Linked DNA regions of Mus musculus: all the other regions are linked to region 1. The links are chromatin contacts, called in public HiChIP or PLAC-seq maps. All regions are on one chromosome and are shown on one strand. Each heading gives the region's core, a stretch centred on a gene start, on an enhancer-like site or on the middle of the called end of the contact. The rest is flanking DNA. Distances are from core to core; before and after follow the strand shown. Region 1 overlaps Aig1 (androgen-induced 1). Region 2 overlaps Hivep2 (human immunodeficiency virus type I enhancer binding protein 2). Region 3 overlaps Hivep2 (human immunodeficiency virus type I enhancer binding protein 2).

The links. HiChIP or PLAC-seq counts read pairs in DNA pulled down with a chosen protein or histone mark.
Region 2: a contact with region 1 is called in a BATF HiChIP or PLAC-seq map of CD8 T cells, with 7 read pairs. The contact joins two enhancer-like sites. A contact is called at or near these places in 5 of 484 Hi-C or Micro-C datasets (the C2C12 cell line, Th1 cells, adipose-derived mesenchymal stem cells and 2 more), 2 of 115 datasets of contacts at active chromatin or transcription factors (CD8 T cells and memory CD8 T cells) and 1 of 9 other capture datasets (pancreatic islet).
Region 3: a contact with region 1 is called in a FOXA1 HiChIP or PLAC-seq map of pancreatic cancer cells. The contact joins two enhancer-like sites. A contact is called at or near these places in 2 of 484 Hi-C or Micro-C datasets (cortical neurons and muscle stem cells), 2 of 115 datasets of contacts at active chromatin or transcription factors (effector CD8 T cells and pancreatic cancer cells) and 2 of 9 other capture datasets (adipose tissue and liver).

What each region holds. Positions count from the first base shown.
Region 1 is chr10:13,831,151-13,834,568 of GRCm38.p6, reverse strand. The region is part of intron 1 of Aig1 (androgen-induced 1); the gene reads left to right. Among named protein-coding and RNA genes, the nearest start is that of Aig1, 36 kb to the left of the region's middle. Within about 2 kb of position 1,683, at least 108 of the 459 cell types and tissues checked have an H3K27ac peak or open chromatin away from gene starts, as enhancers often do. A contact at or near this core is called in the C2C12 cell line, CD8 T cells, Th1 cells and 5 more, where this site is marked.
Region 2 is chr10:14,043,498-14,046,915 of GRCm38.p6, reverse strand. The region is part of intron 1 of Hivep2 (human immunodeficiency virus type I enhancer binding protein 2); the gene reads right to left. Among named protein-coding and RNA genes, the nearest start is that of Hivep2, 79 kb to the right of the region's middle. Within about 2 kb of position 1,700, at least 130 of the 459 cell types and tissues checked have an H3K27ac peak or open chromatin away from gene starts, as enhancers often do. A contact at or near this core is called in the C2C12 cell line, CD8 T cells, Th1 cells and 2 more, where this site is marked.
Region 3 is chr10:14,016,238-14,019,655 of GRCm38.p6, reverse strand. The region is part of intron 1 of Hivep2 (human immunodeficiency virus type I enhancer binding protein 2); the gene reads right to left. Among named protein-coding and RNA genes, the nearest start is that of Hivep2, 52 kb to the right of the region's middle. Within about 2 kb of position 1,640, at least 164 of the 459 cell types and tissues checked have an H3K27ac peak or open chromatin away from gene starts, as enhancers often do. A contact at or near this core is called in adipose tissue, cortical neurons, muscle stem cells and 1 more, where this site is marked.

The DNA.
Region 1 (3,418 bases), core at 434-2,933:
CACTGTGACTGAGAATTTCTCATATGAGTAAGTAAGGTATGCTTCATCTATGTAACTAATAGTTATAAGAGCCTTCACATCTGTATCTGAAAAAGACTGACTCATATATTTACATGAAAATCCAAATATTTTATGTTAGTTCATCAATTGAAGGCACCAAGTGTACCATTGACTGTATCCTAGAGCTTTTACATGAAGAATAGTAGCGAATTCCTGCATGGAAAGTATGATGGAAATCTAAATTAGGCCTTCTTCCTTGCGCCTGTCTCCCGGGTGAATTTCCTTATTCTGTGGGTTACATAAAACACACGAGTGAGTTCCAGATACTTACGCTTCATTGGCACCAAGCCAAATTTCTATTTTCTTTTCCTGTAGAAAAAAAAATGATGCTGTCGGATTTTTGCACATAGTGCACCACTAGGTTTTTTGAGCTCACCCAACCCTGCACTGATTACCCGGCCCTTAAAATTAGAGGGGCTGAGTTACAGGGAAAGGATTGAAATAGTAGCATAGGATACGAAAAAAGATGAACTGAAACACAATAGAGAAAATAATAGAGTTTCAACCTACTCAGTGATCAGTTATGAAAGTTAAATATTATCAACACAACTGGAGCGCCTATGTTCCTCTTATGGCCTCTTCTTTTCCAGAAGTACTTGAGTTTAGTGCTGTTTATGTAGTTTTATTTGTGTGTGCCTGTTCGAGTGTACACCACATGTGTGTGCTCCCAGAGACCAGAGAGGGCGTCAGATCCTCAGGAGTAGACAGGCAGCAAATTGTCTCAAGGCCAAGCCAGCCCTCCAGTCTGAATTCAGTGTTATTGATCTCTGGGTGTTTCTTCCTGCTCACTGCACGTGCCCGTACCATGTCCTTATATTTGTTTCATGATTTATTTTAATAGTGTCAAAATATGCCATTTCCTGCCTCTGTTTTTAGTTCACTATTTTTTTGTTGCAAAGATTGAAACCTTTTTGTTATGAGGTGAGAGTTTTCTTGCATAAGTCGAGCATAGTTTATTCAGTCCACTATTTAAAAACAACAACAACAACATGTCATTGCTTCAACTCTGGTAAAGCAGTGCGAGCTGACGCTGACTTTCTCACATACCGAGGTTTCTTTAGGGCAGTGCTTCTCGGCCTTTCTATGCTGTGTCTCTTTAATACGGTGGGTGAGCCCCCAATCATAAAATTGTGTGTCGTGTTGCTTCATAACTGTAACTTTGCTATTGTCGTGAGTCATAGTGTAAATATCTGTGTTTTTCGGTGGTTCTAGGCGACCTCCATGAAGGGGTCATTTGATTCCCAGTGGGGTGTCAACCCACAAGTTGAGAACCGCTGCTGTTAGGAAACTGAGTCACCAGATCAAGAGAGCACGGCAATCTCTACACTATTACATCTCTGTTGTTATTCACAGTGTTTGTCTGAGTTGCATTCCCACAATGAGCTTTCTGGCTGAGTTAGAATTATTTGTATCTCTATTTTGATGAGAAAATGCTATCTCATTGCAGCTCTCATTTGAATCCTCCCTGGTATTGGTCACACAGGACACTGGATGTTGACCAACAGTCACAGAGAATAGCACTCCCTGGTGTGGTCATCAATGCCTCGCCCACACTCTGTGAGGGCTGACAGGGAGCTGACAGAGATCCAGACATCTTTAGTCTTACGATATGACTTGAGAAATTCCCTAAGCATAGAGTTGTTCTCTGACTCATCTCTGGTGATCAGAACCTGATGCTTTGCACACTTCTGCTTCATTTCCACTTGTGGCAATCTTCGAAGCGCCCGCTCTGGCTATTTATACAGCAACAATAGACTGGAAGTCATGGAAACTGAAACCAGTTTAAATTCTGAGTAAAACTGGAGCATGACTACTGCTTTGGTTGACTAGTAATAGCAGGGTTTGAGGGAGCTCCCCAAAGCCTACGCTGCTAACAACATGTGTGCTATGAGGCTGAGCTCACAGCTGGAAACAGATGTTTCTAGGAACTTTCATCGCCTTATTCTGTGCTCAAGTGAGGGACCATATACAAAACTTCTACAGACTTCCCACTGCCAATGTGGGAATGCCTTTTCCCCTCGCTCAAGTATTTGCCAAGTTCTATAAGGTAAGGAGAATTGTATCGCTTAAAAATAGGTCATTAGCAAATTATTTCCACTTGAAGAAGTCAGAAGACTTCTTAATCTACCTTTGGTGTAAAGTAGGTAAGATTGGACCCAGGGATCATATTCCTGCCCCTTCTAAAGTTTTGTTTAGCTATGTCTTGGTATGCTGCCCGGTTGCACTCAACATCCACAACTTTGACCCTAGTTCAGGAAATTGACAAATTATTGGTTTGTTCTATTTCCTGGTTCTCACCCACCATGCTCTGGCCCAAGGAAAGTGTGGCCGTTGTGAATGATTCCATTTGTAATTGATTTGGGAACAGTAAAACGGGTAACTGTAGTATACAGTGGTCATAGCACCTCTACAGTACTGTGGAAAGATTTGATTTCATAAGTACTAATAACCTAAGTTAGCCATTTAATTCAGCATCTAAAATAGAAATTTGTTCCAAATCAGGGTGGATTTTTCTGTTTAATTAATTGAATTCTTTGTCGCCAGCTCTCACTCCTGTGGCAGACAAATGCCTAAGTCCAAGTGATTAGAACACACAGGACAGTCTCCCTGCATTTGGCTCATTCATCTGCCCCCCCCCCCCTGGCATTTTCTAAACCTCATCAGTGAGTAGAAACAGACCTCAAATGTGAACTGTGAAATAATACCTACCCCACTTAGATAATTAAAAATTTTCCTGTTGAGTCTATGTAGGGATGTGTGTGTGTGTGTGTGTGTGTGTGTGTGAGAGAGAGAGAGAGAGAGAGAGAGAGAGAGAGAGAGAGAATGGGGAGGGAAAAGAATGTCTTAAGAAGAATGAAAATGAAAGTAGTGGAGTCCTTTTTTTTGTTTTTTGTTTTGTTTTTGTTTTCTTTTCATTTTGAATCATTTATTCAAATTCCCTGTTTTGGCAGACTGATGGCAGGTCTTTTAAGGTAGCATACTTTAAAATCTTATCTCTGAGAATTGCATTTAGATATTTTGATTATATGTGCCCTCATGCTCCTTCCAACTCCTCCTCATCTGTCTCCCAACTTTTTATACCTCACTGTCTTAGTTACTTTTGTAGTGCTATGACTAAGTACCATGATGAAGATAACTTATAAAAAAAGAAAGCACTCCACCAGGCTTGCTTATAGTTTCAATGAGTTTGTTCACTGAAGTAGTATCTTAGAGCTTATATCTGATCCACAAGCAGAAAGGGGGGGGGCAGAGAGAAATACACAGAGAGAAAGATACAGAGACAGGCAGACAGAGACAGACAGAGAGACAGATACAGAGGGAGACAGATAGAGAGAGACAGAGACAGACAGAGACAAAG
Region 2 (3,418 bases), core at 451-2,950, 210 kb before region 1:
TTTAAACATGAAAATGTACAGAAACCACCATGGAAGCGTGTACAAAGTGAATGCAATACCAATCCATTTTTTTTTTCCTGCCACTTCAACATTATCATAATGCCCCAGGGCTTTGTTTTCCCCACAGAAACACCAGATTTTAAGATGCATTTGAAATCTGAGTCTTGATAAAACATGTTTGTTTGCTAGTTCTGTTGTTAGCTTTTTTCCCCCCAGTAAGGGCTGGCACTTTTAGAACTATCTCTCATCTGCGTTTGAGTGTACTCAACAACTATTATCTCATTACTTTACCACATCCTGGGAAGGGCTAAGTGGCAGACAGCATCCATCCACTGTCCTCCCTTTTCACTAAGAAGCAGCAAGGGGTTAAAAAACCAAGACCTTCATACTCCCCAGATCCACTTAACTGCCCTGGCCAAGCTGCCTCCAAGGAGAGGAAAAAATATCTCCTTAGATCAGAATGGAGACAGGCTTGCTGTACAGTGCCCTTGTGTTAAACCTAAGAGACAGATGCAAGACGCTTACTCCTCTCTCGTGGTAAATAACTCCAACATGACTGATGCTCCACAGAAATCAATAGCAGGGACGATTGCCTTTTTTGGAACTGCCTGGGCAGTCAGCTGGAGAGGGGGCACTGCTAATCCCAGGCATGCTGCCTGGATCATGCACTGAAAACAGGCTTCACAAAAGAGAAGGGCGAGTAGCTTACTTATTAAAGAGACAACTGTAAAGTCTGATACAAACAGGCAAGCGTAAAGCCTCCACTACACAGACCCAAAGCTTGGCTTGGCAACCAAAAAAAAAAAAAAAAAAAAAAAAAAACCCAAAACAAAACAATAAGCAGTTGAAAAAGTCTAGCCCCCCTTCATCCCTGAGATGACACCGCCACTGAGAAACAGTCTGCAGAGAGGGCTGGTGGAGATGGGCTCCCCAGTGACCCAGAACCCACAGCAGGAAGTAGAGGGGAAGCCTCCTCCGCCTGTCTGACACTAACCCAGTGAAAGACTGCAGTGGAGACCATGGGGATTTCTCCTTTTGCTTTGGTTCTGAAGCAGCCTACACTTTCCTCAAGGCCAAAAGTCTAGCTGACAATTGCCTAAATCGTGTTCCCCAAGGTCGTTCCTTTCTGCACTGCCCACCAAGGCAAGGGAATCCATGTGACCTTGAGGAGGATGAAAGTCATTTCTGACCCCACTTTTAATTCTCAACTGATTTAACTGAAACCAGACACTGGGTGCCAACAACGAGAAGTTTAAAACATTGTACATGAAGCTTGGGCTGATGAGCAAGTCACAAAATGATATATACTAACACCCAGTGCTGCCTGTCAACTTAAAAATTAAAATAAAATAAAATAAAATAATGAAGACAGAAACTCTATCAGCTCCTTTACAACAAACAGGCCTGGTTCGTTTACAACTCCTGGAAATAACTCTGGGTCGGTCAAATGTTCTTATTTCATATGTTCTCACCGGCTTTCAGGACTGGGGCACATTGTTTCCCCAAACACCATCCGGCCATAATGACCAGGTTACCACTGATAATTATGCTCGCCTGTCTATAGGTTTGTCAGCTAAATGAATCCACAGACGCCCGTCATAATGAGCAGAATTCAACTTCTGCCACAGCTGGGCTGACCACATCACATTAGGAAAACAAGCTCTTTGCAATAACCAGTTCTGGGCATCACTGGTTAAAAAAGACTAGTTTCCTGTTTTTCTCAAAGACTTCACAATGTGGGTATTGCTATTTTTTACCCCACCCACACTTCTTCTCTTTAATTGCTGAAGATTAGATGCTGTAAACACCTAACCATGGGTAGTGTGTGTGTGTGTGTGTGTGTGTGTGTGTGTGTCTGTGTGTGTCAGGTGGGGTTTGTCCATTCCTAGCCAAGGCCTCACCTTGGCTGAGACAGGACTTGGGGATTCGGCATGAACTTCCCCGCAGCCTCAACTCAGAAAGCTGACCTTGGAGCTGGGCCTGAGCTAGGGAGGTGCTGCAAGCTCTGTGCTAGGTCCTTGTAGCTGACACCAGAAATGGCAGTTTGGGGGAGAAGACCACTTACAAGTGGAATTGCAACTCAGGTTTGCTAAGCAAATCCCACAGTTAAGAGTCTGGTTAAAAAAATAGTTACGAATCTATTTTTAAAAAAAAAAAGCAAGTATGAAATGCCAACCTAGCATCTACTTATAACCATGGAGAGGCGTCCTTCTCCCTCACTGGAAAAGGCTGCTTTCTTTTTCCAGGGACGTTTAAGGACATGTTTAAGGTACAAAACAGCATGGCTGCTCTGCTTGACCCCCACCACCTCAGTCAAGACCCTGTTCTAAAGTCAATTCCTCCCAGACCCTCCACAAACTTACAGGGGGCGTGTGTGTGCACGGAAGCACATAGCTGCATTTGTGCATCCCTGTCTGTCTGTCTGTCTGTCTGTCTGTCTCTCTCTCTCTCTCACACACACACACACATACACACATACACACACACACACACACACACACACACACACACACACACACACGTGAATGAGAAGGATGATCTGTGTCTGCCTCCTGGGGGAGTGGGGGAGGGGTGCAACAGAATGTGTGCATCACTGAAGCCAGCAGCCCCCCAGGCTGAGCCTAGGTAACAGCAAGCAATGGGTGAGTACTTCCTGAGCACTCAGCCCGGCCTCCAGCCTCCCACTCCGACTTCCGATGACCTGTGTCTCCCCTCCTCTGCCTACATTCTGGTCACCACGTCTCTGGAATCCCTCATCCTGCGTTCCTTTGCATCTGCCTTTCTCACAGACCAAGAGCTCTGAGAGGTTGCATGCGGCAATAGCCGCTCAGCAAACACCGGATGATCTGTGACAGGAAAGTCACTTTTGACTGACAACTTTGGAGTTAGTCAAGTACACAATCTATTTTTTTTTTAAATCTGGAAGAAAAAAGTCACAATTAGGAACAGATTTCTGCCTATAGCTCCTTGATCTAATATTGCGACTTTGAAGCTGTTTTTCTTTAAAACTTTTAAAATGTTTTCTTTAAAAGTCAATGAAGACAGGGGACTCCAGGGGAAATTAAAATCTTCGTTTTGAAGGAGTGAGGAAAAGTGGAGGTCCCAGTTTGAATCTTCAGAGCCTGCAAAAGACGTCAAGCACAATTTTGGCTACTCTAGAACTGGGATGGAGGAAAAATGGAAGCAAGCGCATTCATTCTCTTACTCTAGCCTACTCTACAAACACTGGGTTCAGTGAGAAACCCCATCTCAAAAATCAAGGTGGAGAGTGTTGAGAAATGTCAACCTCTGGCCCACGTGCATGCATACTCACACACACCCAGACATACACACACACACACAGACATACACACAAAGACACACACACACATACGCAAACACTTGCATGCTTACATGCATGCACTCACACACACACACA
Region 3 (3,418 bases), core at 391-2,890, 190 kb before region 1:
GCATTAAGGAAGCTTAATTTATTCGATTACCAATGACTCAAAACCCCTAGCTCTGAATTTCAATCTCTCACAAGTTTCAAGCGATAAATTGCTTGCTTGTGAGTCACCCTGCTTCTCCAAGGAGCGAGTTCTCAAAGGGAAAGGAAAGGGTTTGGGTAGGTGAGCTTTGCCTGGCACCTGCCTCTCTTTCTTTCTCCTACAGTCATTCGAATTTTAAATGACCAAAACTGAAACAACATGACTTGGCAGGTGATAGGTTTTTGCCATTAGGAAGGCTCATGTGAAAGGAAGAGACAAAAATAATTACAAAATGTCCCATGCCCACTTCATGGAACAGAATGAAACCAAAGAGCTATGAATAAAATACTTCCAGACAGTTTCTTCACCCCACACTTCTTTCTCAGGGTACCAGAGGCAGAGATTATCTCCTAATTTGGTTCCTAGGAAGCAAACTATCAAGAAAGTTGTTGCAGTAAGACTGGTAATGCTACATTAAGAGAAAATGCCCTGATTTTGGAAGGGGTGTGTGGGGGAAATAACAAAATTGGTAAGCAAAATCAGTAATTTCTTTTCATAGTGGAAATCGTCTTAAAAGACCAGAAAAGTAATTCTACCTAAATGAGTAAATGTTATAATTGCATTTCAGTAAAAAGAGTGTTTACATTTTGTCTAATTGGCATTTAAAGAAACCAAAATCATCACCAGAAAGATCGCCACCCACAGAGGCAGCCTAGTGTGCCCTGCCTCACATGTGACCCCCACCCACCTGCTTAAGCCCCGCCTTCCTTCACGCCACAGGAAATTGGGAATCACTTCTGCAAACAAGTAGCAGGAGGAAATGATAAAGACAGGAAGATAAAGAGGAGGAAAGAAGTGGTGTGGAGACAGACAGACAGACCATTTGGGGGAGAGCACACACAGCGTTTTAGATATTGGGGCCAATCTGGCTACAGTTTAGTAATCTTACATTCGTTCGAAAGAAAAAAAAAAGTGGGAAAGGAAGCAAATTAAAAATTCCTGTGTGTTAGTTATAATTCATCTCCACACATATACACAAATGCACAGGTCTCCATAGCTTGTCAAAATAAGGTGCAGGTTAAAAAATAAAATCAGTGCTACATGGATAGCCAACTAAACTCAAACACAAAATTCTTATCACTGTGCCTACTCAACATCTTAAAATTTAGAACCTCTGCTCTTATTCATGGCTAACAACAGCAACAACAATTCAGCTGCTCATGGATCTTTCCAGCAGATATGAAAGGCAACCTCTTAACTAATTAGAATCCTATGCAGCTCTATCCAACCCAGAGTTGCCACCCTCCTCCCCCAGCTGCCCACAGCGGGGGTTCTAACTATCCACTTTCTCGGTCCGGAAATGCACCTTTCCCCACAGGCAGCCACAGCGAAGAGCTAAGGAAAGAGCTGAGCCAGGGATTCGGCTGTTCACAAAAGGAATTCCCCTCCCTTCCCCTCTTTCTCCCTCCCCCTTCTTCTTCTGTCCCTCCCCCGTCATCACTGGTGAATAATATCCCTCACTACCTGCCTTGATCAACACCGTGAGCCCCTGTCTTCAGGCATGCAGGGAATTTAACAGCCTGGAAATTCCTGTTGTCCACTCGCTGAGGTCACAGATAAAGCTAAACAACAGCCGTGGCTCCCATCAATCATAAGTCACTCGCTGGGAGAATGTATGGAAGGAGACCTGATGTAAGCGAGTCACCAGAGAAAATACCCACTGATGACGCATATCCAGGCATAAAAATAGTCACAGGGCCCTCAAAGGGATTATTCAACAGCCTACATTTAGACTTTCTTACAACAGACCTGAAGTCAATGTGCCACAGTAAGTGGCTGAAGTTTAAGTTCAACAGACAGAACCAGGAATAGTTGCTTTAAACATGCTCCCACCGTAACAAGCTGTTTAGTAAGTTTTAGCATCTCTTTCTAAGCATCAAACAGTACCAACCAGCCATCTCACAAAATGCCACAGCATTGTTAATTCTACTCACAACTTTCAAAGCACAATTTCTGCTTATAACACACATGGCCTAAGAACATTAGACTCAAGCAGTCCAGAGATACATTGTCACCACAGGAGATACATAGTCACCACAGGAGATACATAGTCGCCACAGGAGATCCATAGTCATGGCTGTTTCCTCAACTGAAGGTAGGAAAATAGTACAAACTGCAGTTGTGAATCTTTTGTCTCTGGAAAACATGCTTTTAAGTGGAATAAAACTTAATAACAAGGTACACCACAGAAGCTGACATTCTGCTCCCTGTCTTTGCGGTTATAATTGTTCAGAAGTGGTTGGATCATTTATAGGAATAATTATGGTGTGTGTTACATACACCTGCTACATGTGGAACATTTATGTGCTCATTAAGATTAATAGCTCATGAGCATGACCACTGTTCAACAAATGGGTGCATGAAAATAAGAAATGATGAGATCTTAACCAAGCAAGTGACAAAATATTAATGATGGCATAAAGCCTGGATTGTTAGGTTGTTGTTGTTGTTGTTGTTGTTTTATGAGGAGAAAAATATCTTTTTACGTGTATCACAATTATAATAATAATTCAAGTTATTTGTTCCTTTCCCATCCTACTCAAACATATGTGCAGCTTGCAGATCAGAAAAGGCTGGATTTTGACATATTTTCTATCTGAATATCTAAAAATGTTCCCCTCCAAGTTTCCTACGGCGAACAATGAAGGAAACTGGCTATCACAGACCCTAAAATTCAGCCTCAGGATTTGAACACCTCGCCTGCTTGCTATGTCCTCCTCCTTGTTAGCCTTACTTGGCGATTCTCCGAATAATGCAGATTTCCACTGTTGTCATGCAAATTTATCAGCCACACAGAAGGGATCTGTGATAGAGTTGATCTCAGTACCTGATGTTACTGGCTGCCCTGCCTACACGACTAGCAAAGGGCTCTTAGCAACAAGACTGTCACTCTGACAGAGCATTGCGGGCTTTTGTTTTAGAAGTATCTGACTTCTCTGGAACAGCAAAGGTGACACCTTTCTCTACTGGTAAGCTCTTCACCACTTTCCTCAAGTATGATAGCAGGGCTATAAATACAGGTGAAAATTATTTTTAGTTCAAAGATTTTTCACAGAGTGCTCGAATTTCTCTCCTATGCATATGTGTCAACAGTATGTGGCCTAGTTTAAGGAACCTAACCGGAAACGTTCACGGGTGCCCCCTAGTTGAGAATCACTAAGCAATGTGGGAGAAACACATGTGCACTTCTACCGGTTAAGTCATCCATATTGCAGCGGTCTAAACAGCTCAAGCATTAGCATCTGTATAAGCTGTGAGGCCATGATAAGTCCTCCTTTTACAGAATTCCACTGTTTGGTTTTTTTTTTTTTAATAAACAATAAAGAAAATTTAAGAAACA